2 separate regions of the Salmo salar genome follow, and region 1 is linked to region 2. A link is a contact called in public Hi-C data. All regions are on one chromosome and are shown on one strand. The core of a region is the stretch at or near the end of the contact, and the rest is flanking DNA. Distances in the headings are between cores, read along the strand shown. Region 1 holds the start of itpk1a (inositol-tetrakisphosphate 1-kinase a). Region 2 holds the start of btbd7 (BTB (POZ) domain containing 7).

Region 1 (2,700 bases), core at 70-2,569, 170 kb before region 2:
ACCACCAAAACATACACACAAATAGGCTATTTTGGGTTAATACTTGCTAGCCTACAAAATTAGACACCACGTACCTGATCTGGTCTTCACCGCAACAGGTCCCTTGATTGTTGGTTAAGATGAACAGTCAAATAATTGCAAGAGAACCTGATATGCCCAAATGGTCAGCTCAGAAAAGATGATGCATTGGACGCTATTCCTATAATAACAGGCCCAGATGAATTGTGAAAAGCTTTTAATAAACTTGAATGTCGTGCTGTCATATCAGTGGGAGGAGGCACCAATTAAGTTACCTATTGGGTGACACAATCAGCTCAGCTGTCAATTCACTCAATCCATAGATTGAGGTGGGTGAAATGGGGAAAATATGCTAAAGTGAACATGGTCAAAATTGCGCACACTGGCTAAATAAATGTTGATGATTGTTGGATGATATCTACACAAAACGGTAGAAAGATAAGATAATACCGGTAGACTACTAGGCTAAGGTGCACTGCTCACATTGCGACATCTAGTGGTAGGCCATTCATTTGACAGACAACGGGTAGACTATATATTGGAATACTTTTCCTGGCATGCTGTACTGTATGAATGTGGATGTGCAACACAAATGCATACAATTTTGCGTGCATACAGTGCCTTATTAAATACGTATATATCCCCCTTAAAAACTCTATATTCTAGTAGCCTACACAAGCAACATATCTTATTTCAACTTCTGTGACGCTGTTGTATCCCGAATATCGGGTCGTCACCAGTTACCGAAAAATACATGTCTGTAACTATAAAGAACAAAGACAATTTCAACGATTTTACCGAGTTACAGTTCATATAAGGAAATCAGTCAATTGAAATAAATTCATTAGGCCCCCTATCTATGGATTTCACGTTGTCCGTACATTTGCCGCATTCAAAACTACTAGGAACTCCGAAAAACACAAGGTCAAATCATGACGTCAGTGATCTTCAGGTCGGAAAGTCGAAGATCTAGAAAGAGGCCCGAGTTCACCAATTGGAATTCCGAGTTGGATGACGGTTCAAATCAATTATTTCCAGTCGGAGCTCGTTTTTTCTGAGTTCCAGTTGTTTTGAACGCACTGAAGTTAGACATGTACAAGTTCCCAGTTGTTTTGAACCCGGCATTAGTCAGTACGGTGCATTCTACAAAAACTCGGACAAGGACCTCTCGTCTTCAAGGAGTCAAAAACCCAACATGAGCACGAATTAAATGAACAAGAAGCTCAATTTTAAAACCTATTTTCCAGGATTTGAGATAATTAACGTGTACTTTCGAGCAAAATAGGCAGGTTTCTCGACTCAAACCCTGACCTTTAGAAGGGATTACGCGACGACCAGTTTAGCAACCTGTGACGCAAACTGACAACATAAACGCGATTGGTCGACAGTCGGCTGGGCGGAGCGTTATACATTTCTCCATTCATTTCCTGTTGGTATATATGCCGCGTTCAAAACAACTGGAATCTCGGAAATCCCCGGCTTCCAAGCGTTCAAGATAACTCGGAAAAAATGAGTTCCGACAAGGAAAATTCGTTGTGAACTGTCACCCAACTCAGAATATCAAGCGGAAACACGGGCATCTTTCTAGACTTTCCGACCTGAAGTCAGAAGTTCGAGATTTCCGAGTACCTAGTTGTTATGAACGCGGCATTATCTCATTTTCTAATGTCTCTGGTCAGTCATATGACAAGGAAGAAAGGCAATCGGTGTTGTTGTTGGTTTATTAAATGGCCTGGGGTTATGAAATAATATGAACATGGATTAAAAATGAAATCACAGCAAGTTGCCTCGTCAACGAAACTGTTTGTCATGTAAAGAAAGGTGAGCTTCATGGCTAGCTAATGTTACACACTTTCCATCTGTCAAATCATGTGGTCTACCATTTTCAGCTAACTAGGCTTACGTTAACTTGACTGCCTAGCTAGTTAGCCAGAATCCGACTAGATGTTAATTACATTCTCTCTCTAGTCGTAACGCGGCGCGAGATATAATGTACCTCAATCCAGGGATGGGGGATGACACTGTACTCCTAATTATCCGAACTAACAAATCTAGAAGATTCAAATACAGCAAGTTTCTCGTCCGCATTTTAGGCTAGCTAATGCTATAGCAGCCCATTGGATTCCATGAAAATGCGACGTCTAGCGTTGGGGGTGAGTAGTTACCGGAAGGGTTGTCTAATCAAATGGGTTGCTGTAGCATTAGTTAGCCTAGTATGCTGGCAAAAAAACTAGCAGTCATTAAAGTCTAGCAGTATTTTAATCTTCTCTATTTGTCAGTTGGGATAATTAGGAGTGCACTGCCATTGAGGTACATTTTCCGTGCCAAATCTCACGCCGGATGCGCGTTGTCCTGATCGTGGCATTAGCAACGTTTCGACTAGACTAGAGAGATAATATGATGAACAGGGCCTAAAATTAACACCTGCCAAATGCGGGTAGATTTTAGCATTGGCGGGTAAAATGTATATTTCATAGCCACGTTGGCGGGTGGTCAGGGCTCTACAGTGCGAGCATTTCACTCGCATTTGTGAAAAAAATAGTATGATCACATTCCTAGTAAAATAACTGCCGCATAAGCAGTTTTAAAATTATTTCCTCCGTTTTGTTTCATAGCTGTTAAATTAATCGCACAAAGTCAAATAACTACGAATCCTATATGTGACTGACCAGCTCGATTCGA
Region 2 (2,700 bases), core at 80-2,579:
ATGCATAACCCATGGTCTGATGTTGGTCACGTGATACCTAACCTCGCTAACTTAGCTACCAAAACATGACGAAACCCTCAACTTAACTAACGTTATAGTTTCACAACAAATCAAAGTACAGGTTGGCCAATACACAAGAATAAAAAAGTACTTTGCTAACCTGGTTTGCTTGGTGACGTTGTCTGGCTAGCTGGCTGTAGCAACGTAACATGATCTCTATGGTAGCTAGCAACCAACTTCAATCCCACTTCTCCTGGCTAGAAAGTCGCTTTAATCAAATATTTTAGAATTATAACACGGATAGCTAACTAACGCGTTACATCCTCAAATAGCTAACGTTAACGCTTAATTGTCCTTCGCAACTTTACAGTACTCCGTTAGTCTAGGCTTATTGTCCACTTCAAAGTGATAGTTAGCTAAGGTAACGTTAGTTGGTCTGTGGGGCAAACTATCTGAGTCGGTTAACGTTAGTTTACGTAATAAGTTAGGTAGCTACTGTAGTTAGGCTACCTAGCTAGCGTTGATCATTTTTCCAACTAACGTTCGTTAGCTAGTTTTAACGTTACCTGTAACGGTAACTAAGGTTAGTTAGTGAGTCACTTGCTAACGTCAAATCATACCTAGCTAACTAACGATAGAAACGTTATATAGCTAGCTAACGTTTGTTAGCTGCGCGACCAAGAACGTTGGGACGGTTAAGTTAGCTAGCTTCGTGCTAACGCTAACTACCCGTGGTTTGTCGCTGTCGATGGTGTTGCAATTGCTAACGATAGGATATGAAGCAACATTAGTTATCTAGCTAATGCAAGTACAATTAAATATAGCTAGCTATTTAGACATAGCTATGAACTCCACATAAGTGTAAGCAAGCCTACCTCATAGGGTCAAGTATGATTTTGCAGCCCTCTTCCTCGTACGGTATGATTTGACTTCGTAGACTATTCGTTTGGGTTGCTACTTTAGCTAACAGTCCCCACGGTGGTGTGCAAGTTTAGCTAGCTAAAGCAACACAACCCAAATACATAAATGTAGTCCTCTCGCACTCGAGTGTCAACTGTGGATCGTTGGTTTCTGGTATTCCGTTTTCCACTGTCTAAAATGGGTAAACTAGACTTCTCTTTTTGCTAACAGTGGGCTACTCCACTTTGGAGTGTCAGGTTCCACGTTATACTGCAAAATCCATTGGCCAAAAGGTACACTGACCCTGGTTGATGTCAACTGCACGACACTTTGCTGATTGTTTGGTTTGTGGACGAGTAGAAGAGGCGCTGTGGCCAAATGGAAAACTCCAGTGTTGCACATTCTGGTTAGGCAGGTGATGTTGGTCGCGTGCTCCCACTAGCTTCAAGATAACCTCATTGCACTTTACTTCTTCATATGGCTTTGCGGCAGACTAGACTTTATGTTGCATATTGCTGCCTTTCACTGTTTGGAAAGTGCATAGCACATACCTAGGATAGGATAAAGTAATCCTTCTAACCCCCCCCCTTAAAAGATTTAGATGCACTATTGTAAAGTGGTTGTTCCACTGGATATCTTAAGGTGAATGCACCATTTTGTAAGTCGCTCTGGATAAGAGCGTCTGCTAAATGACTTAAATGTAATGTAATGTAAATGTAATTTGCTCACAAAATAAATGGGGGGAATGAAATTGCACTGCCATCTAACCCTATATATAGGGTGCAGGTGTTGTTTTACAAGTGGTCTGCCACTGCGGATGATCAGCTGTCCATCCTGTCTCACTGTAGCGCTGTCTTAGGCGTCTCACAGCGCAGACATTGCAATTCATTGCCCTGGCCACATCTGCAGTCCTCATGCCTCCTTGCAGCAGGTCCAAGGCACATTCACGCAGATGAGCAGGGACCCTGGGCATCTTTCTTCGGTGTTTTCCAGTCAGTAGAAAGGCCTCTTTAGTGTCCTAAGTTTTTATAATTGTGACCTTAATTATCTACCGTCTGTAAGCTGTTAGTGTCTTAACGACCGTTCATTAATTGTGTATGGTTCATTGAACAAGCATGGGAAACAGTGTTTAAACCCTTTACAATGAAGGTCTGTGAAGTTATTTGGATTTTTATGAATTTTCTTTGAAAGACAGGGTCCTGAAAAAGGGACGTTTCTTTTTTTGCTGAGGTTATATATACTTTTTCATGGTGCACGAGACACCAGTCTGATTCGCGCCTGTCTCAGTGGACTAATATAATACTCTAAAATATGTGCTACTGAAATTGTATATGGTTATATTATGTACGAACAATGGTGCAACTAGGGTTGCAAAATTACTGGAACTTTCAATAAATTCCCTGGTTTCCCCTAAATCTCGGTTGGAGGTGTGCCAGAACCAGGATGGAATAAGCAGGAAATCCGGAATCCTCCTACCAGGATTTTTGGGAAACCAGGGAATTGTAGTTAATTAGCTAGCTAGCCTAACTGTTAAATGTGCATGGGTTTATAAATCATCCATATATATCTACAGAAATAAGACAGATCCTGCTTCTGTTGCCTGTTTGAGAGTTTGTTTAATAGACTATTGATTCTGTGAGCTCTTAATTACTGGAACTTTCAATAAATTCCCTGGTTTTCCCTAAATCTCGGTTGGAGGTGTGCCAGAACCAGGTTGGAGTTGTGCCAGAACTACAGAAATAAGACAGACCCTGCTGCTGTTGCCTGTTTGAGAGTTTGTTTAATAGCCTACTGATTATG

What was found. Hi-C and Micro-C count contacts between places; a contact is called where the count stands out from the background.
Region 1: a contact with region 2 is called in a Hi-C map of gill, with 3 times the contacts expected there. The contact joins the promoter of itpk1a here to the promoter of btbd7 in region 2. A contact is called at or near these places in 2 of 3 Hi-C or Micro-C datasets (blood and gill).

Annotation. Positions count from the first base shown.
Region 1 is chrssa15:46,355,297-46,357,996 of Ssal_v3.1, reverse strand. It overlaps itpk1a (inositol-tetrakisphosphate 1-kinase a), which reads right to left and starts at 1,319. Exons shown (of 11, transcript XM_014145058.2): 1 at 75-1,319. tmem251 (transmembrane protein 251) reads left to right here and starts at 1,526. Exons shown (of 2, transcript XM_014145063.2): 1 at 1,526-1,839.
Region 2 is chrssa15:46,183,932-46,186,631 of Ssal_v3.1, reverse strand. It overlaps btbd7 (BTB (POZ) domain containing 7), which reads right to left and starts at 1,329. Exons shown (of 11, transcript XM_014145060.2): 1 at 876-1,329.